Regions from separate parts of the Mus musculus genome. Here region 2 is linked to region 1. Evidence: chromatin contacts called from public HiChIP or PLAC-seq data. All regions are on one chromosome and are shown on one strand. The core of a region is the stretch at or near the end of the contact, and the rest is flanking DNA. Distances in the headings are between cores, read along the strand shown.

Evidence for each region. HiChIP or PLAC-seq counts read pairs in DNA pulled down with a chosen protein or histone mark.
Region 2: a contact with region 1 is called in an H3K4me3 HiChIP or PLAC-seq map of embryonic stem cells, with 46 read pairs. The contact joins the promoter of Notch3 here to the enhancer-like site in region 1. A contact is called at or near these places in 3 of 39 promoter capture datasets (the 3T3-L1 cell line, embryonic stem cells and trophoblast stem cells), 1 of 15 datasets of contacts at CTCF or cohesin (the NIH/3T3 cell line), 4 of 484 Hi-C or Micro-C datasets (the N1E-115 cell line, cerebral cortex, embryonic stem cells and 1 more), 6 of 115 datasets of contacts at active chromatin or transcription factors (the SCID.adh cell line, embryonic stem cells and microglia) and 2 of 9 other capture datasets (adipose tissue and pancreatic islet).

The regions. Positions count from the first base shown.
Region 1 is chr17:32,128,169-32,132,508 of GRCm38.p6, reverse strand. Notch3 (notch 3) reads left to right here. Exons shown (of 33, transcript NM_008716.3): 31 at 160-307. It overlaps Gm38585 (a long non-coding RNA gene), which reads right to left. Exons shown (of 2, transcript XR_876750.3): 2 at 1,017-4,340. Among named protein-coding and RNA genes, the nearest start is that of Gm41568, 9.5 kb to the left of the region's middle. Within about 2 kb of position 1,773, at least 2 of the 459 cell types and tissues checked have an H3K27ac peak or open chromatin away from gene starts, as enhancers often do. A contact at or near this core is called in embryonic stem cells, where this site is marked.
Region 2 is chr17:32,165,105-32,169,761 of GRCm38.p6, reverse strand. It overlaps Notch3 (notch 3), which reads left to right and starts at 2,872. Exons shown (of 33, transcript NM_008716.3): 1 at 2,872-3,086. The coding sequence starts at 2,969.

The DNA of each region.
Region 1 (4,340 bases), core at 524-3,023:
TATTTTTTGATTTATAATGTGCTTAGCAGGAATAGCACCTCATTTTAAGTCAGGAGATATCTGTAGCTCCTGGGTTCCAAAGCTGTGGCATTTGGGGTTCAGGGTGTGGTATACTCCTCCCTTGGCATAATGTCCTGCCATGGCTTTTGTCGTCGTTAGATTCTCATCAGGAACCGCTCCACTGACCTGGATGCCCGAATGGCAGATGGCTCTACTGCACTGATCCTGGCAGCCCGCCTGGCAGTGGAGGGCATGGTGGAAGAGCTCATCGCCAGCCATGCCGATGTCAATGCAGTGGATGAGCTTGGTAAGTGCTGCGGAGGGGATGGGGAGGGGCTGTGGTGCCACTGCCCTCTTAATGTGAAGTCACACCTACGTTGACAGCAAGGTGTGCACGCCAGGGCTCCCAAACGGATGGAACAGGACCCACAGAGTGTTCTGGTTCAGAAAAGATGTAGACTCCCTTCTCCTCCCCTCCCTTCCCTTTTTCTTCCACTCCCTTCCTTTCCCCTCCCCCATCTCCTAGACCCCATCCCCCACTTTCACATTATGATACTCCTCTTCCTCCCCTTCCTCCCGGGCTTCCTTCTAGAGTCCAAATCGTTGATCAAACCCAAAGTGCTTGTCTTTGAGTCTGACTTATTTCACTTACTGTGATGATCTCCAGTTCTATTCATTTCTTGAAGATTGTTTAATTTGGCTCCCCCGACTTTTGAGACAGGGTCTCATGCAAGCTAGGCTCGCCTCCAACTTACTGTGTAGTCAACGACCTTGAAATCTGGACCCTCCTGCCTCTGTTTCCCAAGTTAGGCATTCGTCATCACATCCAGCCCAATTTCTTTCTTTGTTTTGGTTGAGTAGCATTCTGTTGTATGCAGTGTGGGTGGGCACCTAGGCTGAGCAACTCCATTGTATGCAGTGTGGGTGGGCACTTAGGCTGACTCCATAGTGTACCGGCTTCGAATAGCAATGTGGATGCCACAGTTCGCATGGGCATGCAGACATCTCTTATTGTATGCTGACTCAGCCCTCAAGTATAGACCCAGGGGCACAGGAGTGCCATACCTGAACCTAGGGTAGTTCTTTTTTTTTTTTTTTAAGAATTATTTATTTATTATATGCAAGTACACTGTAGCTGTCTTCACACACTCTAGAAGAGCGCGTCAGATCTCATTACGGATGGTTGTGAGCCATCATGTGGTTGCTAGGATTTGAACTCAGGACCTTTGGAAGAGCAGTTACTGCTCTTAACCACTGAGCCATCTCTCCAGCCCCCTAGGGTAGTTCTACATTTAGTTTTTTGAGGACCCTCCATAGCATTCTCTATACTTACTACTTAGCATACTTAGTTACTTTATCATTAATAGGGCATGAAGATCCCTTTCTCTAGTGTTTGTATTCTTTCTTTCTTTTTCCCTTTTTTGGCTGTTTTCATGATTGAAGCCATTCTGGTAGCATCTAAGTACAGTTTTTGTCTGTTTTTATTTTTTTGTTTTGTTTTGTTTTCAGACAGGGTTACTCTGTGTAGCCCTGGCTGGCCATGGAACTCACACTGTAGACCAGGCTGGCCTTGAACTCAGAAATCTGCCTGCCTCTGCCTCCTGAGTGCTGGGATCAAAGGCCGGGATCACCACCACGCCCGGCTGAGACCCTCTTTTTCTGCCAGGCACAGAAAGGCCACCTTTTGCCTTCCTGCCCAGCTATAGGCTATTCAGCTCTTTATTTAACCAATCAGGAGACGATGGAGAACATTGTTTTACAAAATACCAAGTTAGACCAAAGTCTGGACTGTAACCAGATCTCTGGGAACAGAAATCAGCATCTGAATACACAGTGCACAAAACCACCCCCCAACGGGACTTCATCGCCAACTGGGGGTAAACGCTCATGCTTTGCCCACACTGACCAAGCACACGAGCTTGCTTCTTAGTGTGCTGTCTAGATGCTTTGTTAAGGAAACGGACTCTCCTGCTACCTGCTAGACAGTGGGATAAACTTGCATGTGGTGATCTGTGGGGGCAGCTGCCTGGTAGTGGCCTGCTTGGCTTGGGTATGTCATGAGCAAGGGTCACAGCAAGGGTTCTTGTATTCACAGGCCGCACAGCTGTAGACACTCTAAGACACTTACACACATTTGTTTGACGTACCCTTGGTTCTCAACTTCATCAGCATTGACATCTATGGTTGGGTAATTCTTGGTCTGCGTGTTGGATGAAGGTCTGGGCTGTGCACTCCGGCCTGTGGGGCAGCATCCCACCAGGAGCATCCCATCTCTACAATGTTACTGAGTATAGTGGGCTTCTTCCCTGGGTGGGCCTTTGTTTCAACAACAAAAGGATTTAGAAATGGTCTCAGAAGGAAGCTCAAACACAGTTAGACTAGAGTTTGATAGCAAAGCAACAGATCAAGCAAGCTGTCAGTCTCTCTGGAATAGAGAGATGGAGAAGATGCATTCATGTCTTTTGAGCTGTGGCTGGAAAGCCGCAGCCTGGTGGGAGCTGGGGGAGAGGTGAGCTTCCGAGGACAAGTGCGAGCTCATGTCCTGGCTTTAGCCAGGATCTGAAAGAAAAGGAATTGAGAAGAAAGAAAAGGGGTGCGGTGGCCAATGCATTTGCTATGCCAGGGCGAAGACCTGAGTTTGGATCTTCAGAAACCTATGTAAATGCTAAGTGGGTGTGATGGCCACCTGTAATTCCAGACACACACACACACACACACACACACACACACACATACCCCATGTATACACAGAAAAAGAAAAAAATATTCAGAAAAGCTGGCAGGGTGCATAATGGTGGCTCCAATGTGCTGCCTGCCTGATGGATGTCCTGCAAGTAGCTGCTTTGAGGGAGAGGCTCCTAGGAAGGGAAAATACAATATGTCATTAAGGGGATAATTAGTCCTTCCCTGTCAATAGCATGTCTTTAGGTGACTCAGAGTTTTTGGCGGGACAAAGGCAGACTCTTGGACAGATAATTGACAGACTCTATTGGGATACCTTTAAAAATAGTCTATTTATGTTTACTTTATGTGTAGGGTGTTTCGCCTGCATGTATGTCTGTGCACCCCGTGCATGCAGTGCCCACACAGGCCAGAAGAGGAGAGGGCATCAGATCCTCTGGAACTGGAGTTACAGACCGTTGTGAACTGTTATGTGGGTGCTGGGAACTGAACCTGGGTCTTCTAGAAGATCAGCCAGTACTCTTAACCACTGAACCATCTCCCAGCTCCCCGAATTAACTCTTAAAAGGAGACAGTCATAAGTAGCATGTTGGGTTCCACCAAGGATTGGAACTAGAACTCAGATTCTATTTAAGAAGCAGCTTTGCATTAAGTGGGCCTCAACAAACTCAGACACTCCCAGCTTTTTATGGCAAGTTGATGTCTCTCCTAAGTAGTCTTAGTCCTGTAAGACTACTGTAACAGGCAAATGACCTGGGGGTGGGGGTGGGGGGAGGGCAGTCATTCATGGTTGATATTAGCTAACTTTTAAAAGGCAACAATAGAGGGGCCAAAGGTAGAGAGAAAAAGACTTGATTGTGGATGCCAAAATGCCTACAGGGGAAGATGGGATGTGCCTCTTATAAGGGAGGACTCCTGTAGTCCACAAGGAAAGCTGGGAAGTGTAGTCCTTCAGCAGGAAACTCGGTCCCAATTCTGAGAGGATATTAAAAAGACGCAGGGCAGGATGTCATAGCTTTTTCTTTTCTTTCCCCGGAGGAGAGTCTTTATCAGAGGGGTTAGTTCTGGGTCCAGTAAAGGGAAACTCTCTGGCCATGTTGTATGCTAGAGTCTTGATTAGCTGTGATGGATCAGGCCATTGTCATTCCGCATTCCTGAGGAGAGCTGGGAAAATATTTATTAGAAGGCCACAAGCAGATGATTTGGTTATAGAGTAGAGCTGAGAGATTTTCTGGGAAGGTTGAGGGAGGGGGAGGAGCAGGAGCCTAGGCAGAAGAGACAAGAGTGAGACAAAGTGGGCAGAGGCTGGTCCCAGGGTGACAGTGACTGGTCCCATTGCCAGGACTGCTAGAAAAATGAGCTAGCAGAAGCAGCAGAGGGCTACAAAGCAGCAGAGGACGGGAAGAGGGGTCAATAAAGGGTTAATGTGAAGAACTGTATCTGGCCTGTGGTGGAAGAGATCACGGTCCCTTTTCTATTCAGCACCTAAACAATTGTTGTTTAGGTGCTGAATAGAAATTGTTGTTGTTTCTCAGATGTGTCAGGAACAAATGGAGCTGTTGTGGGATGAGAGCCACTGAGAGAGCTCGAATGGGAAATTCTGCGTGGGTTCAGTAAGCAAAACATTTAAAGACACGGTAAAAATGTAGGTATTAAGA
Region 2 (4,657 bases), core at 1,623-4,122, 36 kb before region 1:
TGGAATACTATACTGAGGGCTGAGAGAGATGGCACACAGCCAAGCCTGATGACTTGAGTTTGATTCCAAACCCACGTGGTAGAGGGGAAGAACTGACTCCTACAAGTGGTCCTCTGACCCCCGCACAGATGCTGTGCATGCCCCACAACCCTAGGAACAAATACAATCATAGAAAATAAATGTCCAGAGCAAGCAAAGCCACAAATGCAGGGAGCTGGTGGCAGGGATATTAACAAGATCCCTTTTCCAGGATAATGGAATGTCTTGGAGCTAGAGAGGTCATAACTGAGAATATATTAAGTGGCACTGAATTGCAAACATCAAAATCTCAAATATGTACATTTATATAATATAAATTATACCTCAACTTAAAAATAATCAAGAATCAGGTGTGGTGGTGCACAGTGCATGAGCATAGGAGACCTCAAAAATGGCCCCACAGTGACACACTTCCTCAAACCAACAAGGCCACATCTCCTAATGGTGCCACTCCTTATGAACCAAACACTCAAATACATGAATAGGAAGCTATTCCTATTCAAGCCACCACACTGCGCTTGGCAGCACATGCCTACAGTCTCAGTATTAGGGAGTTGGAGGTATATTCAAGATCTCAAGGTCAGTCCGGACTACACTGTGAGTTCAAGGGGAGTCCGAGCTGCATTCAAAGACCCTGTGTCAAAACAAGGGGAGTGGCTGATTTGGTAGAGTAGTTGGTCAACATGCTCAAGGCCCTAGGCATCATCACAGCACTGCAAAATAAATAAACAGAATATTGAGATAAGAGGAAGAAAACGTCACCAACTCAGCCTAAGCCGTGAAAGTTTAATACCACCGATACTAGGAAAAGATGGCAGGTACCCTGATAATATGCCCTGGGAAGGATACGGGGATTCTGCCAAAGACGCATAAAGTTAATCTTGTAGAACTCGCAGGTCATTGCAGGTCCAAGAGGCACTCTTTCAAACAACTGACCTCAAACTAAGGCTGAGGTGAAGATCTGGGATCCAGTCTTCGGTCCACAAAGAAGCTATAAGGGATGTTATTCGGAATAACCATAAAACTTTGAGTAGAAACTTGGGTGAGGACTGGAGATGTGGTTACATGGTAGAGTGTCTCCCTTACACACTGGAAACCCCAGGTTCTGGCCCCAGCATCACAAAAATCAGGCATGGAAGCTCATACCCTTAATCCTAGCACTGGGAGGCAAAGCCAGGAAGACTGGGACTTCTAGGTCATTCTGGTTTCAGTAAGTTCAAGGCCAGTCTGGGTTGCACGAGACTCTGCCTGAAAAGGAGAAGCCCCCAAAGTAGGACAACAACGAAGTGGGCCTGAAAGACTGTTCAGTTGTTAAGAGAGCAGCAGCAGCAGCAGGAGGATCTGATTTCAGATTCCAGTTGTCTCATGTAACAAGCTGGCTATTCCACAAATGACCATAACTCCAGCTTTGAGGGGTGCAGTGCCTTCCCTGGTCTCTGCATATGCAGGTACTCACACTAGTGCACACACACACACACACACACACACACACACACACACACACACACACAGAGAAACACACACACACAAATAAATCTTTAAAAAGTGTATCCGTGACTGTCCTGGAATTTGCTAGGTAGACCAGGCTGGCTTTGAATTCACAGATCTATCTGCCTTTGCCTCTGGAGACCGTGTGAACCATGACATCTTCCCCAATTAACAAAAATACACTTATTTATTATGTAGCCAGTTGGGGGGGGGGGCGCGGCAGGGAGGGGAGATGGGCCCTCTACAATGTAGAGATCAGAGGACAACTTGTGGAAGTTGTTCTCTCCTCCCACTACAGGAGTGTCTGTGTATGCCCTTCCAGGATTATATGGGTCCTCTGTTTCAGTCCTTTGGTCTCCTAGTGATGGAGATGTTCAAGAACGGCACCCTTCACCCGACTCCTGAGATTTCCCCTGAATGCACCTCTAGAGCTTCCATTCTCACTTCACACAGAGGGAGTGTTCAGAGCCTTTGCAGGTCTCCTGGATGTAAAACTCAGTGAATGGCAACGAAATGATAGGCCTCATGGTAAAACCATGTAGAGTGTGGGATGTGCTAGGAGCTGGTGTGGATTTTTTTTACAAAGTATTTTATCTTATTTCTTGCGCACATAAGCGTGTGTGTGTGTGTGTGTGTGTGTGTGTGTGCGCGCGCGTGCGTGCAAGCATTCGAGCACAGTGTGTGTAGGAGTGCATGTGTATCACGGGGTACATGTGGCAGTCAGAAGACAATGTATGTGTTGGTTTTTTTATTTTAGCATGGGAGGCCCAGGAATTGAACTCGGGTGTCTGTGATTGGCAGCAAGCACCTTTCCCTCTTCGGTAGACCTTTGTGATCTTCACATTGTAGGAGAGCTGCACACAGGTACATGAGACTCATATCCACGAAACCCCTGGCCAGATTGTAAATGCTGCCCGCCCGGGTTTGTGGCGCAGTTGGAGCCTGAGTTTTGAGGTGATTGATGTTTAGTGTCCCCATGAAACTTCTATATGGTTTGCATGGGTGCGGCTACTTTTGTTCATTGGCCTCTCTACACCCAGGTTTAGAGGGTTTGGAGTCAGGGGTGTTTGCGTTTGTGTCATGACTGTGTGTGTGAGCCCTGGCTTTGGTTGTGTGCTGGAGGATAAGGATGGATGTGCTCACGAGCTGGATACCTGTCACGTCACGCAGGTTAAGCCCGCATCTCTTGTGGCAGACCTGAGTGTACCGAGGTCTGCAAGTCCCAGGCTTGGCGGGTAGAAGGGTCGGACCCCAGGAGGCCGGGCAGGGGGCGGGGGCGCTCAGAGCCGGCCCCGGGGCGGGGCGAGCCGCCCAGGCCTGGGGGCGGGGCAGCCCGACAGCCTCACTTCGGCGAAGTTGGCGGCGCGGAGGCTGGCCCGGGACGTGCCCGGAGCCCTGGGAAAGAGGGAGGAGGGAGGAGGGAGGGTCGTGGCCGGCCGCCATGGGGCTGGGGGCCCGGGGCCGCCGCCGCCGTCGTCGCCTGATGGCCTTGCCACCGCCACCACCGCCCATGCGGGCGCTGCCCCTGCTGCTGCTGCTAGCGGGGCTGGGGGCTGCAGGTGAGGGATCAGGGACTCGGAGGGTGGGACTGGGGTTGCAGGGGCGGGGAAGCAAAAAAAAAAAAGTATATATATATATATATATATTCTCCTAAGTTTGGAATTTAGAGGACCTGCCCCCCCAGGATTAAAGCCGGGGCAGAGATGCAGCAGCTGGGGGTGTGTATCAGTCATGGGGTTCGCACAGATTCATGATGGGAAGGCAGGATCCTAGAGGCCCAAGGAATCGAGACCCTTGAATGAATCAAGAGTCCAAGAGTAGGAGCTGGAGTTGTGGGAATCTGGGGCTGAAATTCGGAAGCGAGGTGTACCAAAAGTTTCAGGCTCACCCCATCCTACTTCTGCCTGGAGTCCTGGGAAGGTTAGGATGGGGGCTCAAGGACCCCCCAAGGCCTAGGACCCCTTGCACAAAAGCGCCTCCCCTATCCCGGGCGGGCCGTGAAGGGGGGGGGGGGACAAGGAGGGGGCGCGGAGTTCTCGGAGCTCTGAACTCGGAGAAAACGTCTCATGTTGGAGAGCTGCAAGACCCGGCGCTGGAGCGCGAGAAGCAGGAGCTGGAGCCCTTGCGAAGCCCGCGCCCCCTCCCCCGCGTGCCGCCCGATCCCTCTTCAGGCCGCCGGGATCCCGTAGTCTCGGGACCCCGTCTCTGTGCCGGGAGGAGAAGGGGCGAGGTCCACGTGCTCATCTCCAGCTTCTGGGCCCCCATCCCTGTGGCCGCAGCCCCTCCCCAGCATGCCTGGGCCCCCCTCCCCTCTTCCTCCACTCTGAGCTCCCCTCCCCCGCTCGGGACAATGGCTTCGCCGTCTAGACACCCCCTCCCCCCGGCCGGCCTCACGCTTTCTTTGCCAGACAAAGCGGGACCCACGAAGGGCCAGAGCGGGGACTGAGGGGGCGCCCCCACCCCTGCCCCGGGAGGCCTGATCAGCGGGGGAGGGGCATAGGCAGTTGGCTGTGGCCAGGGGTTCTAGGGCTCCTATGGTGGGACTCAGTGCTGGGCCGGGTGAGAGTTGCATAGAGAGTGGCTTAGCCTCTAGGCTCTACTAGGCAGGACTGGGCAGGAGCCACCGCCCCCGCGGGGCCAGTGCAGACTCATGGCCTGTCACACATAGAAAGGGAAAAAAATGCATGTGCACAGGTTTAGTACAGCCATAGATGCACACTTGGCACACACAAGACACACCTATGTGTTTGCTGCTCACATGTTGATGTGCATTCAGGCATAGGTCACCCAAGACCTGCTAGGCATTCATGTTCAAGGTCACATTTATAGCTGCCAATCCATGACCCAGACAAGCACACCAGTGGCCACACAGCTGTATGCTTGAATACTGCTGTTCATATAGATGGATGCACAGTGCATGCAGCTCGTGTGCACATGGTGTACAAGGCTATGCTGTTTGAAGATACCAGCATGGTACCAAGCACATGCACTATTAGTCACTATTAGTAATATAGTGGCCTAATACACAGACTGTCACACAAACTCACAGGCATATGTACACACACACACACACACACACAGAGCTCACATGGTTGTGTTCTCCCCCCCCCCCATACAGCTTCTAGTGTGA